2 separate regions of the Hordeum vulgare genome follow, and region 2 is linked to region 1. A link is a contact called in public Hi-C data. All regions are on one chromosome and are shown on one strand. Each heading gives the region's core, a stretch centred on a gene start, on an enhancer-like site or on the middle of the called end of the contact. The rest is flanking DNA. Distances are from core to core; before and after follow the strand shown. Region 1 has its middle 130 kb from the start of LOC123439989. Region 2 holds the start of LOC123443920 (beta-adaptin-like protein A).

Region 1 (6,757 bases), core at 1,365-3,864:
CACAGGAACCGGCCATGGCCGTCCAAGTCGATGGCCGTCCCAAGTCGATGCCAACCGTCGCCGCCGGCCTCTACGAAGCTCGCGCCATCGGATCCGCGGCCTACACCGTCCCCATGCCTAGATCCTGTAGGATCCAGTTGAGTTCACCGCCACCACAGGAAACAGAACACAGACGGAGGGATCGTAGTTCCGCCAGAGCAAGGTCCCTCTCGCTGTCGGTAAGGCTTCTCCTCTCCCTCTTTTCCCACTACCATTTATAGCATCCCGCAACCCTAACCAGATCACTCAATCGACAACAGCAGGATGACGTCCTCGTTAATCCACTGCAATCTTTATCCATTGGCATCTCAATCTAGAAATCCTTGTGGTAGCCAAACATGATTTTTGGATTAAGATTTTAATTCCAACCAAATGAATTCCCCGTGAAGATTTTATTTCACTTCATTTCTACCAAATAAAATGAAATGAGGGGAGTCAAATGAGCAGTAAAGCTTTTCTTAAGGATTTTTGCTATTATGGTGATTATGGTTGACCAAAGTTCTCAATATATCCTCTTGATGAAAGAAGTCTGCCTATCTTGTTGCTCCCAAGCAATCTTTGTTTTCGTTAGTGGCTGGTTGTCACCTCATAATTTTGCGATGTTTTCCATAAGCCCACAACAAGTTTGTTCTTTCCGTTGTTGATTTTACAACAACTCCATTCAATCCTTCTTCATAAGTTTGCTTGTTAATTCAGTTGTGGTAAGAATTGTAATTTTCCTTCTTCGTTCTCTTCTCTTCAATGATCTAGTTTCTATTCTTTGTCTCGGAGGCTTGTGATGTTGCTCTCTTCGATTCATCATCTCATTTTGTTAAGATCATGTTCATCCTTGCTTGTTCATCTAATCGGAATGTTGTGTCTTCTTTTCAAGATCTTCCATCTTATCTACTTTTGCCTCTATTTTCTATTGAAGTGTTGCGAAATTTCTATTGAATTCTTACTTGTTTCTCATATCATTCTTCGTCTCTTTGAAACTTCCAAGACTTGTTTGTTTCACTCATTTGTCCAAGAAGCAAGTAAGTCTTACCTATTGCTCTTTCTCTTCCTCTCCCCGTTCCATTCTTAGATCTCAGGTCGAGATCCCTTGTTACTGGAGGTGAGTTGTAAATGCTTGGAACCGACGTTCTAGAAGATTCCCATTTTATTCTATTGTTGCAGTGTGATTTATTTGGTCGTCGCATTCATCATCACATCATGCACTTCATTCGCATTGCATCGACACTTGTTACCATGATTTTTTTTAGACTTGCATCCGTTCGTAGTTGTCGGTTCTCTCCGTTTTCGTCGTTGACCATTTTGAGACCAACCACACATGCACGCGCCCGCGACATTGTTAAAAATATTGTTTTAAAAGTGTGTATAAAACTTTCTCGGATTGGGTTGAAAGTTGGTGTGCGGTCTAAATATCGTGTAGGGAGACCGCTTGCCAAATTTCGTCGCAATCGGAGTTCGTTTGATAGACGAACCGTTAGACCTATAACGGCACTATAGTCGATTTAATTGTCGGATGCTTCTATGTTTTAAAATCTTGTACCGGGCCGTAAACCTTTCTCTTCTCTCAGCCCAATGCCATATGCATGGCCATTAGCCCACCTAGCCTCTCCCTCCGTACATGGCCTTCGGATCGCGAGTGGACGGGCGAGGTCCATCCCACCAATGCCCATTCCCTATATACACCTCCCTATGGAGAGAGCCTCTCAGTCTCTAGGGTTTCACCTAGCTAATATTGCAGCCACCCCCCTAGCTAAACCCCACCCGCTCGCTCCAATCCCCCAGATCTCGAAATCCTATCCCAGGTCCTAATATGGACCATGGGATCCCCATCCAATGGCCCTAGATCACCCAAAATCCCATCCCGGACATGTCCGGAGCCAACCCGAACATGTCCGGGCGACCACATCAGAAGCCAACCGCTGCAATGCCCGTGCCGATATAGTGCACGCGCCGCGGCGTGCCTCCGCAACTGTACCCTGCCTGCTGTGCCGACGCAACCGCTCCATGCCTCGCCGGTCACCGGAGCCGTCGCCGACGACCAAGTCCCGCCGCCCCGACCTCTCTCTCCCCATCGCACATCTCTCTCTCACCTCTCTCACCTCTTCTTTACAAGAACCTGGGCTGCCATGGCCGCGCCCCATCGAAGCTACGTCGTGCCACTGTCGGGAACAGGCGGATCCGGGCAGCCCTGACCCAGAACGCGCGTCCCATGGCTCCTCGTCGCCTGCCATGCACCGTTGGCGCCCCACCATGTCCGTGCAGTCGCCATGGTGGGTACCTGCTTCGCCTCCCGCTCGGGAGCGAGCGCTTGATCGGGTAGGATGCCCGAACATCAGTTGGTGGGCCACGCCTCGCCATCCCAGCTCTGCGAGCCCGTCGGCTTGCCTTCACGCCCGACGTGGGTCGTGCAGCGCCCCACGTGTAGGCCTCGAGCGCTCGTTGACCGTTGCTCCGTGTGTGGGCCGACCTCCCAGCCGCACTAAGGCCAGCCTGAGAGCCCCAGCACCCGTGTGGGCCTCCTCCACGCCGAGGCCCAGAGTTTCCCCAGCCGAGCTCCCTCGAGCCTATCTCCACCGAATGGGTCCAGCCAACTAGGTGAGCGCCATTCTCCTATCCCATGCATAAGGGCGCTTGATGCTATGTTGCGCTCAGTACAGACCGAATCAGATTTCAGTTTTGGCCCTTGTCGTTTTTCCTTGCTACGAATTTACCTAATTATCCACTCGTTGCATATCTTTAAAAAAACCGTCATTTTGAAATGTCCATAACCAAATTACCGTTCATCGGATTAAGATGATTTAAATATGTCAAATGTCTAAAATTTCGTGTAGATTCTCAATATGCCTCTTTCACACATGTTAAAAACATTTAAACTTGATGTTTGCATTGATTTGTGTGATGTCATATTAAAATAATTTAATTCATAGCAAAATAACTGTGCATTGGCTTTAAAAATTTATACATGAAAAATACTTAGAATTTTGTGTAGTTTCACAATATCAAACTTTCAACCATATTAAAAATGTTCAACCTAGTGCTTGCATTTAATTTGCATTAATGTCATGTTAAAATTATTTATGTCATAACTATTTAACCGTAGCTTCGATTATAATGTTTTATATATGTAACTTGGATAGAAAAATATGTAGAATAATATGGTCGCATTTATTTTCCTATTTAACAACTCTAAGATTGTGTTTTAGGCAGATCTGTTAAAAATTCAAAATTACATATGGGGACTTTGTGAAATTGTTATTCGTTGTTTGTGCCTCATTTAAACTTGCTTAGAATTTTAGGTATTTTCATAATATCTTGTTGCGTCCATGATTAACATGTTGTGACTGTCATTTGCATGCATTTTGCATTCGTGGCATATCTGTTGGAGAACGTTGCATGGGAAGCAAAAAGTTTCCTACGCACACGAAGACCTATCATGGTGATGATCATCTACGAGAGGGAGATTGGATCCACATACCCATGTAGATCGCTAAGCGGAAGCGTTAATGAACGCGGTTGATGTAGTGGTACGTCTTCACGATCCGTCCCACGAACTGTCTCGTGATCCGTCCCGGTCAAGTGCCGAACGGATGGCACCTCCGCGTTCCGCACACGTACAACTCAATGATGATCTCCGCCTTCTTGATCCAGCGAGAGGGGCGGGGAAGTAGATGAGTTCTCCGTTAGCGTGACGGCGTGCCGGTGATGGTGATGATCTATTCCTGTAGGGCTTCGCCCGAGCTCCGTAGAAAACCGATCTAGAGAAAGAACTACGAACTAGAGGAGAGGGCAACACGTGGCAAAGTTGTGTCTCAAAAGCCCTAAATCTCTAGTATATATAGGAGGAGGGGAGAGGCAGCCTTGGCGTGCCAAGGAAGACCTCCTTGGGTCGGCCGAAGTGGGGAAGGGAGTAGTCCTCCTCCAATCCCACGTGGATTAGGACTCCTTCCTTATTTTCCCACCTCTTTTGGATTTTCGACTTTTTCCTCATGGGCTTTGCTTGGATGACTTTGTCAGCCCATTATACTATATTGCGCATCCAATAAATCCACGTGGACCCCTTGGGGCGTGGTGGGCCCACCCAGTGGGCCCCCGGAACCCATTCTTCGCTCCCCGTACACTGCGTGCAATACTCGAAAACCTTCCGGAATCCAAACACCAACTTCTTATATATCAATCTTCGTTTCCGGACCATACCGGAAACCCTTGTGACGTCCGGGATCTCATACGGGACTCCGAACAAAACATCGGTCACCAACACATATAACTCAACTATACTGAAACGTCACCGAACCTTAAGTGTGCAGACCCTGCGGGTTCGAGAACTATGCAGACATGACCTGAGACACTTCTCTGGTCAATAACCAACAACCGGACCTGTATGTCCATATTGGCTCTTACATATTCTACGAAGATCTCTATCGGTTCAACCTCTATGTCAAGGATTCATATAATCCTGTATACTATTCCCTTTGTCCTTCGGTATGTTACTTGCCCGAGATTCGATCGTCGGTATCACCATACCTAGTTCAAGCTCGTTACCGGCAAGTCTTTTTACTGATTTCATAATACAAGATCCCATAACTAACTCCTTAATCACATTGCTTGCAAGGCTTTTTGTGATGTTGTATTACCGAGTGAGCCCGAGATACCTCTTCATCACACGGAGTGACAAATCCCAGTCTTGATCCATGCCAACCCAACAGACACCGTTGGAGATACCTGTAGAGCACCTTTATAGTCACCCAGTTACGTTGCGACGTTTGATACACACAAGGTATTCCTCCGGTGTCTGGAAGTTGCATGATCTCATGGTCATAGGAACAGATACATTGACATGCAGAAAACAGTACCAATAAACTGACACTATCATATACTACGTTTATAGTTTGGGTCTTGTCCATCACATCATTCTCCCAATTATGTGATCCCGTTATCAAGTGACAACACTTCTCTATGGTCAGGAATCCTTGACCATCTTTGATTAACGAGCTAGTCAACTAGAGGCTTACTAGGAGCAGTGTTTTGTCTATGTATCCACACATGTATTTGTGTTTCCAATCAATACAATTATAGCATGGATAATATATGATTATCAGGAACAAAGAAATGTAATAATAACCAATTTATTATTGCTTGTAAGGCATATTTCCAATAGGCTCCCACTTGCACTAGAGTCAATAAACTAGTTCACATCACTATGTGATTTTAACCAATCGAACACCCATACAGTTCTGGGGTTTGATCACGTCTTGCTTGTGAGAGAGGTTTTAGTCAACGAGTCTGAACCTTTCAGATCTGTGTGTGCTTTAAAAATCTTTATGTTATCCTGTAGATGCTGCTACTACGTGCCATTTGGAAATATTGCAAATGACTGCTCGACTATACGAATCCGTTTTACTACTCAGAGTTATTCGGATTAGTGTCAAAGCTTGCATCGACATAATCCTTTCCGACGAACTCTTTTAATCACCTCCATAATCGAGAAAAATTCCTTAGTCAATTATTTACTAAGGATAACTTTGACCGCTATTCAGTGATTCAATCCTGGACCACTCTTTGTACCTCTTCACAGACTTGTGGCAAGGCACACATTAGGTGTGGTACACAGCTTGGCATATTTTAGAGCCTACGGCTAAGGCATAGGGGATGACCTTCGTCCTTTCTCTTTCTTCTGTCTGGTCGGGCTTTGAGTGGTCGGGCTTTGAGTCTCACTCAAATTCACACCTTACAACACAGCCAAGAACTCCTTTGCTGATGTATTTTGAACTCCTTCAAAAACTTATCAAGGCATGCATTTCATTGAAAGTTCTATTTAGCGTTTTGATCTATCTTTATAGATCTTGATGCTCAATGTTCAAGTAGCTCTATCCAGGTTTTCCTTTGAAAAACTCCTTTCAAACAACCCTTTATGCTTTACAGAAATTTTAAATTACTTCCGATCAACAATATGTCAACCACATATACTTATCAGATATTCTATAGTGCTCCCACTCACTTCTTTGGAAATACAAGTTTCTCATCAACCTTGTACAAACCCAAAATCTTTGTTCATCTCATCAAAGCATATATTCCAACTCCGAGATGCTTGCACCAGTCCATAGAAGGATCGCTGGAGCTTGCATACTTGTTAGCATCCTTAGGATCGACAAAACCTTCTGGTTGTATCACATACAACCTTTCCTCAAGGAAACCATCGAGGAAACAATGTTTTGACATCCTATGTGCAATATTTCATAAATAATGCAGCAACTCCTAACATAAATCCAACAAACTTTTAGCATCGCTACGAGTGAGAAAGTCTCATCATAGTCAACTCTTTGAACTTGTCGGAAACATCTTTCCGACAAGTCGAGCTTTTCTTGATGGTGACTTTTCACCATCATCATATGTCTTCCTTTTAAAGATCCATATGTACTTAATAGTCTTACGACCATCAAGTAGTTCTTCCAAAGTCTATACTTTGTTTTTATACATGGATCCTCTCTCAGATTTCATAGCCTCCAGCCATTTTCCAGAATCCGGGCCCACCATCGCTTCTCCATAGCTCGTAGGTTCCTTGTTGTTCAACAACATGACCTCCAAGATAGGGTTACCGTACCATTCTGTAGCAGTACGCGACCTTGTCGACCTACGAGGTTTGTAGAACTTGATCCGAAGCTTAATGATCACTATCATCAGTTTCCACTTCAAATGGCGTAGGCGCCACAGGAACAACTTCCTGCGC
Region 2 (6,757 bases), core at 2,940-5,439, 330 kb before region 1:
TCCATCTCAACATGTGCATATCTGCTACACCTAACTGTTGAACATGTCGCCTTTTAGTTGGCTAACACTCAGCGCCATACAACATTACTGGTCGAATTGTCATCCTATGGAACCTGCCTTTTAGCTTTTGTGGGACCCTCTTGTCACAGAGAATACCAGAAGCTTGGCGCCACTTCATCCATCCGGCTTTGATTCGATGGCTCACAACTTCATCGATATCACCATCCTCCTTCAGCATTGACCACAAATACCGAAAGGTGTCAAGGTACTACCTGCCCACCAAGACTAACCTCCTCGTGCCTAGTAGTAACGAAACTGAATGTTTTTTTTTCTGTTTTTCATCGAAGAAAGGTCTCAAATGGATTAGGTAACTCTCCAGCATAACTCTCCAATGTGTACAAGTGGGAGATCATCTTCAATGATTCATCGTCAGAGAAAGATGATAAATTCAAGTTGGTGGTTGTCATGGTCGCTATGGAAAAGGATTTCAGGAGACTAAGGCGTAGTTCTCAAATTGGCTGAAGGATGTTTCTTCGAGATAGGATCATGGGTCATGATGGTCTAGTGAGGGATTCTTCGCGTCGAATGCAATATATCCCCCTTACTATTTTCAGCTCCAATTCCGGATGCACCGGGATCTCTTCAAGTACATTGTGAAAATTGTGGAGAAACTGGGAAGGAACACAGCGGGAACATCAAGTGCAAGTCCATTGTTGAAGATTACAACAGCAGTGCGAGTCCTTGCTTATGGATGCCCGGCTGATTCTATGGATGACCATGTTCTACGTGAAATGATTCTACAATGTTGTGATCAAGATCTATTAACCGGAGTACTTGAGGGCTCATGGCAGAAAATGAAGAGAGAGGTTGGCCAGGGATCTTGGATTCACGGACTATGCATTGGACATGTAAAAAATTGTCATGTGGTATGGTAAGGTCACTACAAAGAGCATTGACATGATCCAACAATGATTCTTAAGGAAGTTGCATCACATGGTCTCTCGATTTGGCATGCATACTTCAGGGTGCCTGGTTGGCTGCCTCTCACAATAATCTGAATGTCCTATAGCAACCTCCTCTTTTTGCAAGGCTTGTTGCCGGAGATAATCCATCTTGCAACTATGTTGTCAATGGCCATGAGTGCAACATGGGATACTACCTATACTACCTTGTCGATGGTATCTATCCTCCATGGGCCATATTTGTGAAGACAGTCCACCGTCCTAAAGGCGACAAGATATCTCACTTCGCAATGTGTCAAAGACGCTTTGCGATTGTCCGTGACCCTGGTGAGTATTGGAAGCCTCTAACCCTGTGGCAGATCATGAGAGCATGTGTTATCTTGCACAACATGATCATCGAGGATGAGAGAGAGAACCCAGAAGACTTTCGGTATCTCTACAATGGTTTCGAGGTGGAGTCGAAACATAACCCAAAATAGGATCGAGAACCAAGAAGCTCACAACCAACTTCAAGAAGATCTTATTGAGCATCATTGGCGACTTCATAGCACTTGATTCTTGTGCTTTCATCATGTTTATTTGGATTCTTAGTTCATTTGGACCGTATGTTGTGTTTGAGTTTGAATAGTTATCAAGTTTGAGAACAATAAATTTGGTATGTATTTGACTTGTGTGTACTTGAATTATGAAGGTTTGATTTAATATGTGGTGATTAAGTTTGAAAACGGTTGGATGAATTGGTAAAAGAATGTTTTTGAGGGATTAATTTTTAGGGGATCTGCTAGATGAAGAAAAGTTTAATCCCCTCAAAAACAGCTTTTTCTGGGTTAAGGGATGCATTTTGCAATTATAGGATAGGGGCTCTACTAGAGATGTTCGAAGATTTGCACTCAAAGTCATTTCCATTTGACTCGGTATGTTTATATGTACATACAAGGGTCATGGTATCATTCCTTCATCGTTGTCAATACGCACATAGACTAGCCCAAGGGACTAGCGGCAAATAATGGAAATCAATATCTACAGCGGTACAATCGATAAAAATAGAGGCCAGTCGATGGAAACAGATGGAGTATTGTAGAACAATCGATGAAAATAGAGGCCGGTCAATGGATACAGATAGTATTGTAGACGACGATGATGTAGGCATGCATGCTCAAGCATGCCTTCACTGACACAAGAGACATGGTGACAAGCAAGAAATAAATGAACTGAGAATGAGAGACAGTGAGCCTTTTCTCGGTTTTTGGAACAAGTCTGGGTGGAGTTTGGGTGCTCCAAAAAGAAAAGTACAATGTCGGGAACACTCCCTCCATTTCAATGAATAAGCACGCACGCATTCCAAAATTGAACTTTGCCCATAAATTAGACCAACCAAATGTGGGTTATATGTAACAAAAATTATACCGTTGTATTCGTATCGGAAGAAGTTTCCAATGGTATGATTTTTAAGTCAGAAAACATATATTATTGGTAATTTATGGTCAAAGTTGGATTTTAAATGTGTGCATGCCTTATTCACTCGAATGGAGGGAGTGCTATGGTTATAAGGCATACTTGAGTGGTGTCTCGTGTGTCCTCACTAGTTTCTGGTGGATCCGTCAATTTTCTTCTATTCACCATCACTGACATATCACGCTTCGTCTCAACCTCTATTGGGGAAGCAGTAAGCAGGGTAACTCACAACAACAGTGGATACGGAATCTATCTCCTCTTTCTGATCCTTAAATCAAAATCTTCAATCATATTTTCTCAGATATACAGATTGATTTTGGTTGAAACCAAGAGCGTCAGTTCCCCAAATTGTACTTGTATCTAATAAATATATCCGAATCAAACTCCAGATCACAATATCTAATCCAGAAACAGATCGACGCAGATTCAGTGTCAGATCAGCTGGATATAATATAATATGTTGGAACTAAAAACACTAGGGTATATATGTCAAGCTACCTGTAAGACTAATCCTGTAATTTCATTACCAATGGGATTGTGAATTTGAAAGAAGCTACCACAGCTGGTTCTGTATGTAATTATACTTTCTATCACAACGTCCTTTGGAAAGTTGACAAGTTGGTACAGTAACCAATTACTTCTAAATATTTATACTGAGGTTGATAGCATGGTTATATCAGCTGGTTGGAATTTCCTTTGTGATGGACATCCGATGCAAAGTACTTACATTTACTCAATGCATCACATGATAGTACATATTTAAACCAACAAGGCATAATTAGCCACAGCCTACTATATGATCAAACAAGCAAGATATAAACCAAATAGTTTTTCAGTGAGAGGACAATCATAACTTGCAGCTTAACTCAGTTCCATGTAACAAAATTCAATTCCTGTTGAGATTAACTTCCGGTTTAATCAATACAATGCATGCTGCGATTTTTTAGGCAGCATAGTTATTCCATCATTGCACGCATGTAGAATAACATGGTCGCCAGAAAACAAAATAACGATTTCATCAAAACAATTCGTAGCATGAAAGCTCACCTGAGCATCAGGGTCCGAGAGCATAAGTGCCTTGAGCGCAGCAGGCAGGTCAGCGTCGAGGCAGGTGGTAGCAGATATGTGATACAGCTTTGCAGCACCAACAGCAGCGACCATCCGAACGTAGGCACTAGGGTCCTTCAGCCCTGTGGTGAGCGGCGTAACAAGGTACTCGACAAGGTTTGGAACGCGGAGGGAGCAGAGGCTGCGGAGAGCAAGGCCGCGGATGGTGGGGTCCTGGTCGCGGCAGTCGCGCTGGAGGAAGTTGATGGTGAGGAGGGCGAGGTCCGGATGGGCGCGCGCATGGACACCGACGTAGAGGTAGCACATCTTCTTGAGCACAACGTCGGAGGTGGCGGAGCAGAGCACCATCTCCCCGAACGCCGCCGAGACGTCGATACCTGCGGTCATGCAAGAGATCACCCGCTTGAAGACATCCCGGCGCTGATCATCAGCGTCTGGTGCACGGCTCCCCGCCAGCTGCCGCAGCTGCTGCTTCAGATCCGACACCTCGCTCTTGCTGCACACTCAAATTGCCCCAATTGATTAGTTAAGATTCGGGAGGCCAGCGATTTTGAGGGCCAGAGAAGGAAGTGGTGTACCCGGATGGTTGGGACGGGGAGGCGGACTTCGCCGGCGAAGGCGCCGTGGGAGCCATGGCGGAGGGCTTGGATCTGGGCGCGCGTGGGGAAGACGACTGCAAGTGGTGGTTTTGTCCGGTGGGCACTTGGATCTGGCCAGGGCGAGTACGAGACGCTGATAAGTGGGCCACATCATAAAATACGTTTTTCCTCTTGTGCTTACGGATTCTAAGCAAACTGTTGGATTGTTTACGTGAAAAAAAAGAAAACGCTCACCGTCAACCCACTGAAGAGTAACTCAGCGTCCGCCGCCTTCTCTGCGCAACACGTGTTCAGATGGGCCTCACACGTCTTCACCTTTCCGATTCCTGAAACATCTGAAGCACATCGTCAACCGCATGGCGAGAACCCTCTTTGGTTTCATCGTCGCCGCCGCCGCCGCGGCGCTCCTCCTTGTCGTCCTCATGCCGGCCCTCGTCGCCGCGCAGGCCCCCGCGCCGGCGCCCACCAGCAACGGTGAGCCATAAGACTCTGGCGTCTCCCCTTCTGAGTTGCTTCTTTCCTTCTGAATTTCTTCTCACTTGTTTTCTTGTCAATACGTGCAGCGTCTTCGATCGACCAGTGCGTCGCCTACCTTCTGATGATCCTGACCCTGGTGCTCACCTACCTCATCCCATCCGTTGGACGCCTCCTCCCCTTACAAGCTCTTCTGAGCATGTCTATGTTTCAGAAACTCGAGCGTTGTTTCAGGAATTACCGGGTGCTCAGCCGAAGCGTGTGCGAAGAAAAAAAACTACAACAAAGCGATTGTTTCAGAAACTCGAGCGTTGTTTCGGGAATTACTGGGTGCCCAGCCGAAGCGCGCGCGAAGAAAAAAAACTTCAACAAAGCGATTGTTTCAGAAACTCGAGTGTTGTCTCATGAATTAACGGGTGCCCAGCCGAAGCACGCTCGAAGAAAAAGAAACTGCAACAAAGCGATTGTTTTAGAAACTCGAGCGTTGTCTCACGAATTATCAGGTGCCCAGCCGAAGCGCGCGCGAAGAAAAAGAAGCTGCAACAAAGCGATTGTTATAGAAACTCGAGCGTTGTCTCAGGAATTATCAGGTGCCCAGCCGAAGAGCCGCGCGCGGATTGAACGGCTACGCATGTAGATCACACAGCTATCAAGGTGGATGATGTTTTCTAAACATCACCCGGCGGATGCGTAGCAGACCCTAAAAAAGGATACCTTAGGCAGCGCACCTTGGAGATATGCCCTAGAGGAAATCATTGTGATGATATATTTTTATGTGATCATGAATAAAGAGTATAAATTGTATGGTAAGTGTCATAAATGGTCTCTAGTCGAAAGGGTTGTCGGGCCTCTAGGACCGGGGTACCCAGGCTCGTGGGCGTGCGATCCTGTGCGCGACGCCGTGGCGAGAGCTTGGTTCGGCCCACCAGCAAGCTCGGCAGGGAAGACCCTCGTGAGGGCCCCTACCTCGCGAGGCAGGCGTCAAGGGACCATCATCCAGGATCACGAGGGGACGCTCGCGACAAGGGCGCGTCCCAAGACCAGCCCTGAGCTTTCACGAGGCGGGCTCGCCGAGGGCGACGTAGCAGGGCCCCATGACCCTACTCCTCCGCGTGGGTGACACAGGTTGTGCAGGCGATGCAGGAGCAATGCTAATAGGCACCGACAGGGAGGGTTTCCCTTCCATGCTAAAAAATCTAAGCCGGCTGGCGTGCTCCCGAAGCGACTCCCAAGGGTTTCCCGATCGGTGCAAGCAGGCTAAAGCTGGGGCTCGGCAGGACGGAGGTCACCCCCAAACCCACCAGCGCGTCATGAAGAGAAGCTTTTGCAGGCGAAGACCACCTTTGTGAGGGCGGACTCCAGACCCTTTCGAAATGGTCGTTGTGTCAACCTGATGACCCACAAGTATAGGGATCAATCGTAGTCCTCTCGATAAGTAAGAGTGTCGAACCCAACGAGGAGCGGAAGGATCTGACAAGTGGTTTTCAGCAAGGTAAAATCTGCAGGCACTAAAATTGTCGGTAACAAGTGATTGTGTGACAAGATGATTCGTAGGAAGCAACAAGTAACAAAAGTAGCAACGGTGCAGCAAAGTGGCCCAATCCCTATTGTAGAAAGGTACAAGCCTGGACAAAGTCTTATAGGAGGAAAAACGCTCCCGAGGACACACGGGAATTTCTGTCATGCTAGTTTTCATCATGTTCATATGATTCGCGTTCGTTACTTTAATAGTTTGATATGTGGGTGGACCGGCGCTTGGGTATTGCCCTTACTTGGACAAGCATCCCACTTATGATTAACCCCTCTCGCAAGCATCCGCAACTACGAAAGAAGAATTAAGACAAAGTCTAACCATAGCATTAAACTAGTGGATCCAAATCAGCCCCTTACGAAGCAACGCATAAACTAAGGTCTAAGCTTCTGTCATTATAGCAACCCATCATCTACTTACTACTTCCCAATGCCTTCATCTAGGACCAAATAATGGTGAAGTGTTATGTAGTCGACGTTCACATAACACCACTAGAGGAAAAACAACATACAACACATCAAATTACCGAACGAATACCAAATTCACATGACTACTATTAGCATGACTTATCCCGTGTCCTCAGGAACAAAAGTAACTACTCACAAAGCATAATCATATTCATGACCAGAGAGGTAATGAGTAGCATCAAGGATCTGAACATAAACTCT

Evidence for each region. A called contact is a pair of places that touch in the nucleus more often than the background predicts.
Region 2: a contact with region 1 is called in a Hi-C map of seedling, with 5 times the contacts expected there. The contact joins the promoter of LOC123443920 here to the enhancer-like site in region 1. A contact is called at or near these places in 2 of 6 Hi-C or Micro-C datasets (leaf and seedling) and 1 of 1 datasets of contacts at active chromatin or transcription factors (embryo).

Annotation. Positions count from the first base shown.
Region 1 is chr3H:382,422,263-382,429,019 of MorexV3_pseudomolecules_assembly, reverse strand. No RefSeq gene overlaps it. Among protein-coding and RNA genes, the nearest start is that of LOC123439989, 130 kb to the right of the region's middle. Within about 2 kb of position 2,614, at least 3 of the 3 cell types and tissues checked have open chromatin away from gene starts, as enhancers often do. A contact at or near this core is called in leaf and seedling, where this site is marked.
Region 2 is chr3H:382,749,943-382,756,699 of MorexV3_pseudomolecules_assembly, reverse strand. LOC123443920 (beta-adaptin-like protein A) reads right to left here and starts at 4,189. Exons shown (of 11, transcript XM_045120485.1): 1 at 4,064-4,189; 2 at 3,465-3,981. The coding sequence starts at 4,119. It also overlaps the pseudogene LOC123441782.